2 separate regions of the Mus musculus genome follow, and region 2 is linked to region 1. A link is a contact called in public promoter capture Hi-C data. All regions are on one chromosome and are shown on one strand. The core of a region is the stretch at or near the end of the contact, and the rest is flanking DNA. Distances in the headings are between cores, read along the strand shown.

Region 1 (5,674 bases), core at 1,570-4,069:
CAGAGACGCTAAAAGTAAATAACTGATATCATAGATCCTTAATAATTGGCTCAAACCTTATATGTTATTTTGGATCCAGGGTCAAACACTGCTGATGAACAATTATTAAGCTGGAGCTCAGAATTCCCTTAAAACCATGATACCCAGCAACCCTAGACACAGGAATAGCAAAAACAAAAGGTCCAAAACCGCCAAATGCAAATATGTAAGCTTTCTGCACTATCTTATCTTCCTGTAAGATCCCAAAATTTCCTTGGGTTATTGAAACAAACTGGAAATGAATTCTCCATCATGTCTCTGCAAGCCACGTAAACTAAAGGTGACTCAAACCCATGTTAGACAGCCCAGCAGCTAAGTAAATGAAAAGTTTTGTCCCAGAAACAGTAAACTTTCTTTCCAGAAACAGAAAATGTTTCTTCCCAGAAACGGAAAGACTCAATAAATGCTCACCAAAACCCCAAACCCTGGCTGTTTCAATAAATGCCTTTCCAAGACATGGAAACAACGTCTTGTATAATGTGCAGTTTATTATAGGGCTTGAGGGTTAGGAAACACAGATCCTCACTCTGCATTGTCCTAAAACTACCAAAGTTTAGTTTTGAATAGGGAGAAATCAGACAAAGAAACTTCAACAGTAAGAAAAATGTAACTGCTGGGCTCCGTTGGAAAACTATCTTTAAAAAAAAAAAAATGTGGTATTAAAAAAAAAAGGAATCCCACAACTCCTTAACTACCTTTTTAAAAAAGACAAAGCAAAAATAAGATGACTTAAATTGATAACAGATAATTTAGGGCTGAAAGTTACAAACAAAACCATCACCATCAACCTTCCTTCTCTGCTCCCAGCAATTCAAACAAATTCTAAATCAACTAAAACTGAATCTAAGCAAATGGGGGACAAGGAGGCTGTCTATCCATTGGGATGCTGAGACCTTAAAAAAAATAAACAAACAAAACAAAAAACAAAAAAACAAAAACAAAAACGAGAGGGCGAAGCTGGACCCTAAAATCCGAAAGTAACTCCGCCCAGAAAGGAGACCAGGAAAGAGAACTTCCTTACATAAGCGCTGGCACACGTTTTAAATATAGCTAATCCTCCCCACTCCCACTGTGTTGCTAGCTAACTTTGTAGGGACTTGGTTTCCACAGAAACTACTAGCAATCCTGTGATTCCTCATCATCTCCGAAACCACATCCACAGATAAGAGTCCACCCTCCAGTGAAAGAGCCATCGTCCAACCTAAGGGCCCGACACAGAGAAGGAAAACAACGCTACCTCTGCCATTGGACGCTCAGCCTAGGTCACGACTGCAGCACCGGCAGCTCATCCTTTTGGGTCTGGTTCAAGATTCACAAAACTGCACACTCGGTATTTTATAAAATAAAGACAGACACACACACACACCCCTTCCTTTCAGACTAGTTTCCTGTTTACTGCAGACAGAGATGCAAAGCCATCCATTAATCTTTGATGCCTTCCCACTGCAAAGGCCCCTTCCCCCGCCCCATCTCACTCTCTCCCCGCACCTCCCCCAACCCCGCCTGCTTTGCTCAGATACATTTGAACTGTAGTAACCCCAAGCCAGCTCGCCGCAAGCAGGCAGCGAGCACAGCACAGCAGCGCGGCACGGACGCAGCAGCCCCAAGGCTAGGGGATTACGTGGAGCAGAAACTCTGCCAGGAAGAGAAGCCCGGGTGCTCCCTGCCTCGCCAAGGGTGCTGGCTCTACCGCGCCTCATAAGGCGCGCTTATATGAGTCAAGTTCCTAACCCTTAGATAGAATAGGGGGTTCATTCCACAAAGGTCCTAGGGTGGGAAAGCAGAACTGGAGAGGGCGAACCCAGGGATGGCGAGCGGGAAAAGGAACACAGTAAGAGAGAGATGAGCTGCTCGTGACTGAAGAGAGGCGCACTGCACACTAAGCCAGGGGTCCCCCTATTCTTTGGGCTTGGCAGGTCTTTCTGAAACCCGCAACCTGCACCGCCTGCACATGGTTAGGCTGAGTTAAGGGGCTGCGAGGTGAGGAGACGCCAGGGAAGAGGGAAGAAGCTTGAAAGCAAAAAGAGTGAACAGAAACGCAAAAGACGAAAAGTTAGAAATGCAAACCTGAGCAAAGGAGCCCGGACTGGACACCTCTGCCAGAGAGACCGGGAAAGGCCTTGCAACCGGGGTACAGGAGAGCAGAGAGGGGTGAGCCCCAATGAGGGCATCTCAGGAATGTGAGGGTTCTCTCCCTCTCCAGGCGCGGGAGGAAAGAAGGATGGAAGGTGGTGAGGAGGCAGCCGAGGCCCCGGGAACGAGTATGAGGCTCTGCGAGGAGGTCGCAGGAGACTGATCGCTGCTCAGGGGTGGGCGGGAGGGCGCGGTGCGGAGGGGGACCAGGCCGGGGCCAAGAGCCGGAGAAGGAGGGGGCGCGGCGGGGAGGAGCGAGGGTGGGGGAGGGGAGGGGAGGCGCAGTGGGCAGCAGGCCTGCGGGATGCTCCCGGCTGACCGCAGTCACCTGGAGCCGCAGCCTCCCTGCCTGCGGGGCGGCACTGGGGATGGCGGTGTCCGCTGCTGCCCGGCTCCGATTCCCGCCCCTCCGGTGAGATCTTCGGTTCCGACGGCGGGGGGCCCGGTTTGCGCGGCTCACAGCGGCGGCTCTCCCGCGTCCGGCCTCGGCTGCGGCGTCTCGGGAGGCGGAGGCAGCGGAAGCGGCCCGAACCGTGAGGTCACCATCCTCCGCGGCGACAAAGGCGCTCCCGGGCCGAGCGCCGGCACCAGCGCCCGGCGGCCGCCATGGCCTGGTCCCCGCGCTCCGGCTCCGCCCCCCGCGCTCTGCGGCGACCGCCGGCTCGCGCGCTCTGCGCCTGCGCGCGAGCTCGCCATCGCCCGGCCCCCGTGCGCCCACGCTCACTCACAATCGCGCACGGCGGGATCTTCCCGCACCGCCTCCGTTGAGTGGGCCCGAAACGCCGGCTTCTCTTTGGTGCTGGTCCGGCAGACTATTCCAAGGAAGGGTGAGGCGACACCGGGACATGCACTGTGACCCCAGCCATTCTGACACGTGTTCGCGCTCACTCCGCAGACACCACGAGCCGCACGCGCCCACACCTACACTCACCTGCTGGGACCACGTGGGACAATGTGAAAGGCTGGTCCCTGCCGCGTGCAAACCCAGAGCAATTTTTAACTCTCTCCTTGACTAGACTAAGACTCGTCTCTAAGGCATCAGGGACGACGAAGAGTAAAATGCTGGATGAGTGAATGGTTTGGAATTGCTCCCTGGGACTGTATTCCGGCTCCTTCGTTTGGTGCAAATGATTAACTACTGTATGAAAATAAAAGGTGTAAATAGGTTTGCCATTTCTTTTGGTTCAAGGTTCAAACCACATTAGTGTGCACACACCCTTTCCCTGAAACCCTTTTGTTCTGCTCTAGTCTCCTAATACTATGGCACATTCTTGCCGTATTATAAATGTAGAAGCTTTTAGAGCAGGATCTGTGTCTATATAGTATATAAGCTTGCTGAGGACTTAAGCTGATCTTTGCAGGGATCTATTACTACGTTCATCTGTATTACCATTGCCTCGCTATTACCTTCTGCCATTTGCTCTGTTGTTCCTTGCTTTTAGTTTAGTCCCTTGAGAATCAGTTGCCACTAGAAACTAGTGTGGCCTTTCATTAGGCAGTGCCTAGGTAACAGAAGATGAACACCAAGTGATTTGTAAGGCATTGCAACCATTCTGGCTCATTCGGAAACTTGCCAAGAGCCTCCACCTTACAATCTGTACAAGACAAAATGAGTATTCTTTGATGTTTATGTGTCCTTGTCCACTGCTTATGAGACACATACACCCACGATTCTGAACCTCTGGGTCTCCCCTGCTATAAAACTGTAAACACAACCTCTACATATACAAGGTCATCAGAGCAGGAGAGATGGCTTAGCTCTTAAGAGCCCTTTTTGTTCTTCTAGAGAACACCCCACCCCCAGGTTCAATTCTCAGCACCCAGGTGTAGCTGGTAACTCGAGTCCCAGAGGATCTGACGCCCTCTTCTGGCCTCCATGGACACTACAAACATGTGGTGCTCAGACATATCTGCAGACAAAACATTCATAGATGTAAAATAAGTAATATGTAGCCAAAGCCATCACTAAAGTTCACAGTAGCATATCTCCCTCCCATTTTCTGTGACTGTGATAAAACTTGGACAGAATTTATGGAGAATGGGTGTGTTTCAGCTCACTGTTTAACGCACAGTCCCTCGTGGGGCAGGTTAAGGCATCAGGAACTTGAAACAGCTGGTCACTTCACCCAGAGTCTAGAAGCAGAGAGTGATGTGAATGCATGCATGTCACTGCTCACTGCCTCATGTTCCTCACTCGTAAGCAGTGCAGGATGCCCTATCCAAGGAATGGCATCACACTAATCAAGAGAATGTCCTCAGGAGCCATGGTCCCATGTGACTAATTTTGTCAAATTGATGATTATCGGTAACTGTCACCTACTAGCTTCATAGCAGGGTTTAAATGTTTCTGGGGGTTCTGTTCATAACTCGTTATAGCCACTTTTGTTTGGATCCCTTAGGCCACCTTGGAATAACCATTAAACCTGTCACATCACAGAGCAGTGGTTTCATGAGTCTCTTCTGTATGTAGCCTCCTAGGTAAAAATCCTCACTGGCTGATGGTTGCAATAGGAAGCTGCCTATGCTAGCAACAGCTTTCCTTGGCTTTTACTCTCAAAGTTTCACTGCTGGCTAAGGCAGGAAAATATGTGGCCAGAAACACAGAATAAAGAATTCAAAATGCATATAACACTAAACTTGAATTGGTTGCCTTTGTCCTCAGGTAAATTTCAGAGTTTTGACAATATTTAAAAGTTTCATTAGATTCATGCTTTGCCTTAGTGGAAGGGGGGGGGGTCACCTCTGCCCTTTGCCATTCTATGTCTTTTTAAAGGAGAAAGAAAATGGCTTCAAAGCTTAAGCACTCCACCATAAGTACACTGGACATGTCAAAGCAAGAACAAATCATGTGTCCTTTTACCTTTGAGTTTCACAGGAGTGGCTTGTAAATGCTGAAGTTCAAAACAATGTGTGAAGAAAATTGCTCTGGTAATGAAAGGGTTACTGCAGGAACCTTGCTGCTAATCCAGTTTGGGTAAGGCTCCAGGAGCTACTATGTAAATAAAACTAAAAAGAAAATCCCAGAGACAAAAAAAAAAAAAAAAAAACCCAGCTGGGATTGAAGAAAGGGTCACCAGAATAGAAGAGAAGGGTCACAATGTAAGTACTTCCTGGAAAGAGTCACTCAGCCATCCAAAGCAGGAAAAACCAGGAACTGAATTTATGGGAACAAACTTAAGAAAATGCCCAGTTGCCACAACTTGTTCATAAAAGAAACTGGCCTGGGAACTAAGGGAACCGGGAACAACAGCATGCAAAGTTCTAAAGATACGAACGCATCCAATTGCCAGGAGAAAGTCAGGGCAGTGTTTTAAACCTTGAATCTTTGTTGCAGTTCTAGCCCTTCTAAAAGACTAGCTCCCAGGTTTCTTATAGAGCCAACGCTTGCTACTAAATGGAAATGGGCATCTGTGGTAGATCTGCAGGTAACCGATGGCCAGTTCAGGAGGCACTGCTTTTGCAATCCAGACTTGAGATAGCCTAGCGCAGCTTTCACACGATT
Region 2 (5,164 bases), core at 626-3,125, 5.2 Mb before region 1:
CCAGTCTTTGCAGGGCGAGTCTATCTCAATGGCGCTGAGTAAGTCCATCAGGCCGTGCGCGTACAACTGCTCCCTGGCTTGCCTCCTCTCTCAAATCCACACCGGGCTTGTGCTTGCTTGGTGGATGGAATACAGACAAAGAGGGATGCTTTCGAAGACTTGAGGGCTTCTGCTCCCTCCTCTTTAGATTCCTGAGCTGCCCTGATTGTGGGTCAGAATGACCTCCAGATGGAGGAGACGGTCCACAAAGCCATAAGGAAGCACTCTCACCATCGATGGAAGAGCGTTATTAAGGGACACAGAGGTGCCAGATATCCAACATTCTTCCACCTCTGTGAGGCACTGGCATGAAAGGACACAAGTGGGACGAGTAGAACTGTCTACCTAAGCATCTGATTCCAGGATTATAATGGAGTTGTTGCTTAATGAGGCTAAGGTTTTTGTTACACAACTAGGCTCCTCTGGAGGCATACAGTCACTGTCAAAAAGTGCAGCTGCCCTTGGGAAGATGAATTACACAAAGAAACCCTCTTCTCTAGGCTGGAGCACAGGTTCCCAGGGCACAGCACTGGAAAGGGAACAGGCCAGCAGGATGTCTACACCCCTGGCCCCTCCGCCTAGTTGTACCCTTTGTGTGAAATAGGCACTGAACAGCCTGAGTAGGTCAGGGCTTAAGAGTATCTTCAGGTAGCTCGTCTGCGCCTGTCATTTCCTCGTGTATGATGGGTGTCTCCATTGCCTTAACTTTTCCAGCGTCTCATGGCACTAGAAGCTTAGACTGACACTGCTATCCTGGCAAATAGCAGGCAATGATGATCTCAAGGCAATGCTGGGGCCAGGCAAACACAAACTGCCTTGAACAGAACATCTGGTTCTTGGAAAGGCTTTTGTCCCTCGCTGCTTTGCTCGCCTAGTTCTCTTCTGCCTTAGGCAACAGCCATGCAAGTCCCACATCCTGGAACGAAAGATGGGCTTCCTTGAGAGGCATTTTTTTTTTTCTTGTTAGTTCCTGGAAGCCATTTCACGCTCAGTTCTGGGCTGATCTGCCACGGAGGTCGGGGTAGCTATTTTCCTTCACACAATTCCTGTCAGTCTATATCGCCAGTGTATTTGAAGCCTGTTGGGCGTTACTCTTGCCCGTACACCATGACGCTGACTCGACAAGGTGGAGCTTGATTAATCCCTGTGTCCTGAATACCAGCCAAGTACTTTTTCCTGATGTAAGTATCATTAATCAGCCCATTCCTTTTCCGGTTTACCTGAAACCACATGTCCTGAGTAGACTATGTTAGCCCTCGAATGCAGCTATAGTTCGTTACTTAAATTAGGACCCCATAATTTAAAAAACAAACAAACCCTGCCTATTAATTATTTTTTTCCTGCATAGTTAGGGCAGGAACAATTAGTTGACTATTGAAGAGTGTAAGTTTTCTTTCTCGGAAGATCAAGACACTGGATAGGGTTAAACGTCTGAGAATTTAATCTGTGCTCCCAAGTGATTGACAGGCCAAGGAAAAAGCAAAATGAATCAAGAGGAGGAAAAAAAAATCAAGGGTAAAGTGGAGATAAAAGTGGACGAGAAAGAAAAAGAGCAACTAAACCGCGGAGAAACAGCTTTAGGAGAGGAGGAGACAGAAGGCGCGGAGAAGGAAAGGCGCAGAGAGAGCGGGAAGAGAGGCTGGGAGGGCGGGCAGGAGCGCGCCGGGCCGGCTCACTGCTCCGAGACCGGGGGGAACGCGGACGGGGCTAAAGCGTCGGGCTGCCAAGAGTCCACCCCCGCACGACGCGGGATAGTCGCGCCCAGCAGCGTCAGCCAATGAGAAGCCGGGATGTTGGAGAGGCGGCGGTGAGCGGGGCGTTCGCTGGCTGGGGTGGGAGGGGGACGGCGGCCGCCGCCATGATGCTTGTTTGCTTTCAATGAAAACGAGGGGGGCGCGGAAGAGGAGGCGTCGGCGTCGGTGGCGGCGGCGTCGACGGCGCGGAGGCGAAGGCGGCGGCCGGCGCGGCGAGGAGGGCGAGGCCGGGGTCCGAGAGGGCGGCAGAGCGTAGCGGCGGCTCGTGGGGTCCGGGGCGGCCGAGGCGGGCGGCTGAGGAGCGGCGGCCGAGGAGGGGGAACAAAGAGCGGCGGCGGAGGCGCTGCAGCAGCGGGCGGGACTGGTATGGTGGTTCCACAGGGCAGACCCCGCTGCACTCATCGGGAGGAGGCGGCGGCAGCGGCGGAGGAAGGCGGCGCAGCTCGAGAGGTGAGCGCGACGGGCCCGAGCGACGTCCCGCCGAGGCTCTGCTGCCTGCGCTCCCCCATCCCCCCCCAGGGGTCGCGCCCCGGCGGGGACCCCGAGCGCGCACTCGCGCACAACTTAGGAGTTCTCGGAGTGACGTCTGTCCGTCCCCCTCCTTCACACACAGCGATCGCCATCCCGTCGGTCCCCTGGCCGCGCCCCCCGCGCGGAGTCCCGGGGCTCGGCCTGGGTTGGGGGTGGGGGGTGGGAGTGTTGATTGACGGCAGTGCGGTGGCGTACAGAGGGCGGTGGCGTGAACCCTGGCTTCTCGGACCCCCGCCTCCGGCCGGTCACGCACCTCAAGAGAGGAGCTGGGGTGCCGGGACTAGGGACAAACCGGTGGCAACTTTGGAGAAGTGGCTGTGCTGGGGGGGGGGGGGTGTGCACTGTGCGGCGTGGAACTTGGCACTCCGTGGATTGACTTAATGCTCACCCTTTTTCTCCTAAAGTATTTTAAAGTCCGTTTAACGCAGATATTGGTAGGGGCGGGGCGGATTACGTGGCCAAAGAAGTGATTATCAGCTGAAGAGATTATTGGACTCAGGACTCAAGTACTAATTTCTGGAAGAAAATTTCCCTAGTTTAACCTAGTTTCAAAGACAGTGGTTATTTACTTTGGTGACCCCCCCTTCCCCCCCCCCCCCCCCCCCGCCTTGACTCTTTCTACCCTGACAACGGTCTTCAGAGACTGCTCATAAGCAACTGTAATTCTTTACTTTTAACTGTTTCTGCAAGTGACAACATTGTGCACAGGCCATCTTGTTACTGTGTTTAAATAATCTGCTAGAATTTGAGTACAGGTAAACCTGTTTTACAGGTAGATTGCCTGATTGACTACTAGGTCTAAATTCTTCTCTGCCTCTGCTTGGAATTTTAACTTTGGAGAATAAATGAAAAAACAATTCGGTGTGTAATAGCACTGTCTTTCCCACACTAGAAATTTTCACCATCCCGCAACCGTTCTGTAGGCTGGTCAAAAGATTGTGAAGGCGTATTTTGCTTTTTGTAATTGCTGCCAGTCTTTTGAAGTTGGCGCTTTGAAGAATACATTTTAGAATTAAAATTACGTGGAGCCAGTGGTCTAGTCAAATTCTCTGACCTGGCTCTGAGGAACCAAGCCTAGAATGAAGAGACTGGATCAGGATGTTAGAGTTAGGAGGGTAGTCATAAAGCAGACGTTAAGGGTGATATAGTTGTTAAGTATTTGGGGTTTGGAGAAGGAAGCGGGTATTTTTATCAGGTAGATATTAAAGTAGGTCAGGTAGCCATTTCACAGGTGCACAGGTGCTTGCTAACGTGGACAAAAATGTATGTGGCAGACATTTTCTAGTGTGACTGGAATATTCTTGAAAGAGAATCCTTGTATAAGTTGAGATGTATTATGGTTGCTGGGAAATTTCAGGCTTTTTTTTTTTTTTTGAACAGACATAGACGCTGATATACAGAACTTGGTCCTGACTACAAATAAAGGCATTATAGGAATTTGCCTACTATGCATGTAGTTTTAACTAGTATTTTGGTTAATGTTTAAACATTTGACTGAACCCATGTTAACTTTACAAAAAAAAAAAAAAAAAAAAAAAAAAGACATCTTAAAATACAGTCCCTGTTAGCCTGAATCTTTCTTTGTAGAATGGGCTGGCCTTGAACTCAGAGATCCTCCTGTTTGTGCCTCTGGAGTGCTGAGGTTAAAGGTGTCCAGCACCATGCTTAAGTTTTCATTCAATACAGCCTAGAAAGACAGTATAAGTAAGACATACTGGAAGAAATGCTTGGAGTATCCTTTGGTCCTTGTGTGGTGAGGGGTCAATATTTCCAGCACACATGCAGCCCTCTCCTCTGACAAGGTCCACTGGCTAGGAAGCTCAAGCTTGCTTGTCTTATCACTGTGGAGAAGAAAGATCTGTTAATTTTTTTAAAAAAAGATTTATTTGTTACATGTAAGTACACTGTAGTTGTCTTCAGACACACCAGAAGAAGGTGATCAGATCCCATTACAGATGGTTGTGAGCCACCATGTGGTTGCTGGGATTTGAACTCGGGACCTTTGGAAGAGCGGTCAGTGCTCTTAACTGCTGATCCATCTCTCCAGCCCGAGCTCTGTTAATTTTTAAAACTTTTTAGCTTCTACAAAATAAATAGTTTTTCTTAATTGTACCTGTTATTTAGGCTATGGAGGTAGCTATGTTACCAGAAAGTTAAGTGCTGACCAAACACAAGTATAACTGTATACCGTGTACGTTTGAGGACAGTGGAATGCAGTAGAGTTTGGTGTTTGAGTAAGTAGTTTAAAGATTAGAAAAGAGTGATTATTTGAGTCTAAGATGGAGGCTGATTCAGGCTGCCTTAATTTTACTCTTTGGCCTTTACTTTTTTGTTGTCTGTTTATATATTTCGGATAAGTTGTGCACTGAGGAATAGCATTTGATGGTCCTGGTGATGAGAATTCAGAGATGACCATATTCAGTTTCTGCCGTCTTGTCCTGCATAGGAGTGAGTAGTGGGTATATAGTGCTTCAAGGGATCGAGAAAGATTAAACTTATGGATGAGGGTGTGGTGCCGGTTTAAAACCAGTAACACTGAGGAGAAGCTGGCCAGGTTGGAGAAGGGGATCATTCTAGACAAAGGAGACAGTGAGCAGACTGAGGTATCGGGTTTGGGGGTAAGGCCAGGCACCATAAGATGTTCCTGGAACAGTGGGAGTGGATTGAGAGCAGCTTTAGAGAAGGGCTGTTTGCTGAGCTTTGTTTCCAGGTAGCAAAGAAGGGTCAGATTTTTTTTAAAAAGATTTTTTTTTTAAAGCAAGAAACAAAGTTTTAAAGATAACTAGGTATCAGCTTGGGGGTATAAAGACCATGCAAGTAAAATTGGAGTCATATTTGAA

What was found. Promoter capture Hi-C pulls out the DNA fragments that hold promoters and counts their contacts.
Region 2: a promoter capture Hi-C map of cranial neural crest shows a contact between it and region 1. The contact joins the promoter of Cnot6 here to the promoter of Rnf145 in region 1. A contact is called at or near these places in 1 of 39 promoter capture datasets (cranial neural crest) and 1 of 484 Hi-C or Micro-C datasets (CD4 T cells).

Annotation. Positions count from the first base shown.
Region 1 is chr11:44,516,101-44,521,774 of GRCm38.p6, reverse strand. It overlaps Rnf145 (ring finger protein 145), which reads right to left and starts at 2,819. Exons shown (of 11, transcript NM_028862.4): 1 at 2,501-2,819.
Region 2 is chr11:49,709,433-49,714,596 of GRCm38.p6, reverse strand. It overlaps Cnot6 (CCR4-NOT transcription complex, subunit 6), which reads left to right and starts at 1,875. Exons shown (of 12, transcript NM_212484.2): 1 at 1,875-2,243. It overlaps Gm36411 (a long non-coding RNA gene), which reads right to left and starts at 1,125. Exons shown (of 4, transcript XR_879826.3): 1 at 1-1,125.